Linked DNA regions of Triticum aestivum: region 1 is linked to region 2. The links are chromatin contacts, called in public Hi-C maps. All regions are on one chromosome and are shown on one strand. Each heading gives the region's core, a stretch centred on a gene start, on an enhancer-like site or on the middle of the called end of the contact. The rest is flanking DNA. Distances are from core to core; before and after follow the strand shown.

The links. Hi-C and Micro-C count contacts between places; a contact is called where the count stands out from the background.
Region 1: a Hi-C map of leaf shows a contact between it and region 2, with 5 times the contacts expected there. The contact joins the promoter of LOC123145589 here to the promoter of LOC123145586 in region 2. A contact is called at or near these places in 4 of 5 Hi-C or Micro-C datasets (leaf and root) and 1 of 1 datasets of contacts at active chromatin or transcription factors (leaf).

The regions. Positions count from the first base shown.
Region 1 is chr6D:429,950,727-429,953,426 of IWGSC CS RefSeq v2.1, reverse strand. It overlaps LOC123145589 (pterin-4-alpha-carbinolamine dehydratase 2, mitochondrial), which reads left to right and starts at 1,336. Exons shown (of 7, transcript XM_044565050.1): 1 at 1,336-1,636; 2 at 1,845-1,930; 3 at 2,017-2,141. The coding sequence starts at 1,336. It overlaps LOC123145588 (lysine-specific histone demethylase 1 homolog 1), which reads right to left and starts at 1,323. Exons shown (of 1, transcript XM_044565048.1): 1 at 1-1,323. The coding sequence starts at 1,173.
Region 2 is chr6D:429,522,613-429,525,312 of IWGSC CS RefSeq v2.1, reverse strand. LOC123145586 (probable RNA-binding protein ARP1) reads left to right here and starts at 1,324. Exons shown (of 8, transcript XM_044565047.1): 1 at 1,324-1,794; 2 at 1,886-2,239; 3 at 2,357-2,480. The coding sequence starts at 1,964.

The sequences.
Region 1 (2,700 bases), core at 87-2,586, 430 kb before region 2:
CGCTGCCCGGAATGCCTCGAGTGCCATGCCAAGTGACACATCCACACCGTGTGGGACACTATCTGCGATAACCTGCCTCAGCTGGCAAACCTTGTCAAGAAGCTGGTTAAAGGCAGCTTCAACACGACCATCCATGTCAGGGTCAACTGGGCGGCCATCCGGAAGATACAGCGGGCACTTGTCCCGCACCTTGTGAAGTGGGAACCCAAGCTGCCGTGCTATGACACCAAGGGGGTTCCCATTAATACCAGTGAGCACACTGCCTCCCAGATCAGCAGAAGCAGCAATGTCAGGATAGTCTGCTGCAGAGGACCGCATTGTCTTAGTAAACACACGGCCACCTGGGCGGAGTCGGCCTTCGACGATGGCAACCTTGAAGCCAAGGGACATAAGGTGGCGTGCGGCGGCGAGGCCAGCAAAGCCAGCACCCACGATGAGGACAGAAGGGGGAGGATGGGAGGGAGGGGGGATTGGTGGTAGGGAGACAATGGAGGGGGCGAGGCCGAAATTGATGTAGGCATGGTCCGATAGGAAGGAGTGTGCGGCGGCGACGAGGGGCGCATGCTCGGCGCGGATGGATGCGAGCGCGGCGTTGGCCGCGACGGGGGAGAGGGGATTAGAGCGCCACAGCGCGAGAATATGGTTGCGCACGACGAGGTAGTTGGCCTGGTCGGCGCCACCTATGAGCGGGATGACGGCGGCGGCGACCTCGTCCTCGGAGAGGGTATCCGCGGGGAACCCCGCGGCGAGCGCGATGGTGGCCTCGGAATCCAGCTCCCGCGCCAGGCGGAGGGAGGAGTTGGTCGGCGGGCGGCCGCGGCGGCGCGGGATGCCGGCGAGGTGCGCCGCGGTGGCCCCCGACGAGGAGGATGCGCGGAGGACGCGGACGCCGGCCGTGGGGATCATGCCGGGGAACTGCTTCTTGCGGCGGCGGCGCTTCCGCGCGACGGTGGAGTCGTCGACGGCCGCGGTGGCGGAGGGGGCGGACGGGGTCGGGGAGGACGTGGGCGCGTCCTCCTCCATGGGCTCCGCGGCGTCTCCCCCGGCCGCGCCGTCCTCCATGGGCTCCGCGGCGGCGTCCTGGTCCATGGGGACGAGAGCTAGATGCCCCTCGGCTTCGGGCGCGTCGGGCGGAGGCAAGGGCGGCGGCTGCGCCCCGTTGCCTTCCTCCATTGGGGTCTCCGGGGAGGGATGCGGCGAGCTTCCCTCGGCGACTAGATTTGGGAATTGGGAGGGTTCAGGGGTTGGTTTAGGGCCAGAACTGTGCGGGGCGAAGGGAGAGTCGGGACGGGAGGGAAGAGGTGTCTGGCCCTGTGGAATGTGTTTCCGTAAAACATGCATGAAAGAGTACTTCACCTCTCCCCGTTTCCGTGCCTAGTAGACGCATCCGTTCCCTCATCTCTGAACACGTGTCTCAAACAAAAAAAGAGTCTGAACATAGAAGCTTCACCTGGACTCCCCACGGCACTGCGCCGCTGTCTCCCCGAAGGCCGAAGCTTAGGGATGGAGGGGCGTACCCTACTCCGCGACCAGGCGGCACCCAGCGCGTCCGCCCCCACTGGCCGCTCCGCCTCGCAGGCGACGGGGGACGAGGCCGCGGCTGAAGTCGGTGAGCGCGCGCCGCCGCCGCAGCCCCGTTCGTTTTCTAAATCTCTCTCGATCTAGGCCTCCTGGCTGGCTCCTGAACTGCACCCCCGTTCGTTTTTCTCCGTTCCTGCTTACGAATCCGTGTCTCTCTGTTGTCGTATCATCACTAGGCCATCCCCTGATGCGTGCTTCTGAGCTTGAGGCCACTGATCACCATGCAGTCCTGTAAAAAAAGCATGCGTTTTTTTTCTTTGCAGAATTATCAAAAAGGAGCTGTGTCTCATGCAATTCAAAGGATTTACAGGCCATGTCAGAAGATTCTGCTAAAACGTTGCTAGAGCAGGTTTTCTTTTCTTCCCATGCTTTGCTATAGTAAAAAAAAAAACTTGATTAAGACCGGTTATGTTGACTGACCTCCCTTGAAAACAGGTGACTGGCTGGGAGGTGAAAAATGAGGGTGACATTCTGAAGTTGCACAGGGCATGGAAGGTGAAGAGCTTTGCGAAAGGGCTTGAGTTCTTTCAGCTTGTTGCTGCTGTTGCGGAGGAAGAAGGGTCTCCTTTCTTTTGCTCTGTTCTTCGGATTCACGTTGTCTCGTTGTTCAGAATTCAGTTTTTTAAATGTCCCCTGTTCTCACCGCATTGGAATTTAACAATATCATTGGCACATACGGACCACAGCAAGTCGATGCACTGCTTACTACTCCCTATCTATCAAAACACAAGACGCTTTTTGATACAAAGGAAGTATCAAAAAACGTCTTATATTTTGATACGGATGGAGTATTATCAAAGAGGAGTTATTCACTTCCTGTCCTACAGTCCTAAATCCCCACTGTAATATTTAACAATATCATTTGGCACATACAGGCCGCAACAAGTAAATGCTGCTAACTATTATATATGTTCAGTATGCCAGTATCTTCACTTCTTCACAGTGATATTAATTGTTTGTGTTGTTAACTGGACTCCACATAATAGACAGCATAGCTACCCAGCCCTCACCAAACCTGGCACCTCCTAAACTGTTATGTTATCAACGGACGACTCCAAGCTTTCAGAAGATATATTTCCCCTCATATATCCATGGTGTCATAATCAAACTACTTTTGTT
Region 2 (2,700 bases), core at 75-2,574:
AGAAGAACAAGATGGTGTAGCCTCAAGGGGCTACTCCCGACTCAAAGATTCTTGGCGATTTGCCACTAGAAATTCTTTTTGGGCCTGGATTTTTCATATGCTGTCTAGATACTTGTTTCAAAATTATGCGGCGAAGTGTCCAGAAATGTGCAACACCTAACGTTGACTACAATATTTCTGTGCAACTTTTTTTTTTGTAGAACGACCCTGAGGAGGTACTTTGGCCGTCTAGAGCATCTTCAATAGTTGTGGTAATAATTGCTGCATAGGAATTTTTTAGTGATGTGGCATAGAACAAGTGTGAAGAGATTGCAGGTGGAATTTCATAAGCTCTCAGCTGGAATATATATACCGAACCAAGAACTTTTTTTTATTCAAACCAAAAACCTTTGCATAAGCTCTCAAATGGGATTTCACTGATCCTATTAGGACATTTTCCTCACAAACCGACATACAAACTAGTACTACTTCCTCCATCCAATAATATAAGACTAAGCTTGTAAAAACATCTTTACATCACGGGACGAAGGGAGTAGTATAGAAGTAGGAATTTTACACATTTGTCTTAGAGCAGCCACAGTGGATCAAGGTTTGGCCGAGAGGCCAAGGCGAACGCCCCTTGATAATCTCTTAATGGCGTCCACGGCAGCAATGCACCAGCTAGCGCAGCGGACGGAAGCGCCACTGACATCGCCCCGATGGCTCGCTGCTAATCTCGTCTCGTGGATAATAACGACTAACTAACGACGTACCTTCCTCCCCGCCCTGCCAGCCGGAGAGAAACGACCATCTCCACGGTCAACGCCAGAAGAGTCGCCAACGATGCATGGACAACCCCCCTAGTGATATCCACGACAGCTCGCTCCTGGTTGCTCTTTCCACACAAATTCCCTTCCCACTAATTATCATATACATATAGCCAACAAATGACGACCGGTACACGTACGCGTATACGTAACCCCGAGTACATATTCCGTATACATCACCGCGCTTTTATTACTAGTGTTTAATCAGCTAGACTCCCATTATAGCAAACCAATGCGTAGCTAGTAGTACAGCTAAGTAGGCACGCACGGTCGGCGTTGGTTCCTCCCCCCGGCCAATCTCGCCGCAGTACCGTCCGATGGCGCTAGCGTGTGGGGCCTTTCCGCACGAGGCGAAAATAAAAGTGGCGTGTCCGACGCGGGCAAGCCGGAGGAGAGAAGCAAGCCCGCAAGCAACCGCAACCCAAGAGGTGGTGCACCTAGCTCGCGCACCACACGCGCGCGCCCGTAGCAGCAGACGTGCCGCCGCTTGGCGCGCTAATCAGTAGGCGTAGTACTACTCCGTTGTTGCCTGGATCGATCGATCGGCCGAGAGGCGCGAGAGGGACAGGTCGGGGCAGCGCGAATCGCCCAAGTGGGGGAAGGTGGCTGGCGCTACGATGATGATACGACTCCAGCGCCTCTATCTCTCTATCGAGAAAAAGAATTGAATTTGAACGCAATGGAATACAACCAGGAGGGAGCCATTGGAAACGAGGGCTAGAAAAGGGTCATGCAGCTGTCATCCCACCCCGGAACCCTCTCGTCCAGCGCACGGCCGCCCCCTTCCCTCCCCTCCCAGTTGTGATATCCTTCCCCTCCCCCATCTCTTCCGAGGCGCAGCGGCTGGGTTATGGAAGAGCAGCTTTCCACCCGGATCGAGCGATTAAGAGAGATAGCCGGGAGGTGTTTGTGCAAGAGAGCCTTCCGGATCGGACCAAACCGGCCCGGCCAAAACCAGTGCTAGGCTGACCGCGGACGGACCAATCGGGTAAAGTCTCCTGCAGAGTCCAGGTTAGCTCAGCTATCCGTGTAATAGTTTGATCCCAGCAATATTTGGGTCCTCCCCAAGACCCAAACAGCGAGGAGAAGCGGAGGAACGAGGGTCGACTCGGCTGCGCGTTCGCGGGTTGCGTCCTAGCAAGCTACAGTTGGAAGAGATGGCGGCGACGGCGGCGGCATCGTCGTCGTCCCCGGCTGGCGGCGCCTCGTCGCCGACCCAGGCGCCGGGTGGAGGTGGAGGAGGAGGAGGCGGCGGCGTGCCGTACCACCGGTCGCGGTTCGGCGACACCACGCTGACCAAGGTGTTCGTTGGCGGGCTGGCCTGGGAGACGCCGTCCGCGGGGCTGCACGACCACTTTCGGGAGTACGGCGAGATACTCGAGGCGGTCGTCATCACCGATCGCGAGACGGGCCGATCCAAGGGCTACGGATTCGTACGTCCTCCTCCCTCCCCCCTCTCCCTCCCTCTCGCCGATACATACGCCATCGCCGGCGATCCGTCCGTTGTCCTCATCGGGCGGGTTCCCATCTTCTCTTCTCTGTGTGTGCAGGTGACGTTCCGGGACCCGGAGTCGGCGCAGCAGGCGGTGCAGAACCCGAACCCGATGATCGCCGGCCGGCGCGCCAACTGCAACATTGCGTCTATGGGCCCGCCGCGGCCGTCGCCGCAGAGAGGTGAGCAACAGTGAAAAAAAAACACCGAATAAATGCCTTCCTTTTTCTTCTCCCCCGCATGTGCATGGCAGTAATAACCGCGACATGATCAGCGGGGATCGGCCGTACGTAATTAGCAGGATAAGCTTGATTAGGGCTCGCGTCTTTCCTTCTCCTTCTTCTCCTTGCGTGTTAGCCAGCACGTTAGGATAAGATGATCCATTAACATTGCGTTAATGGG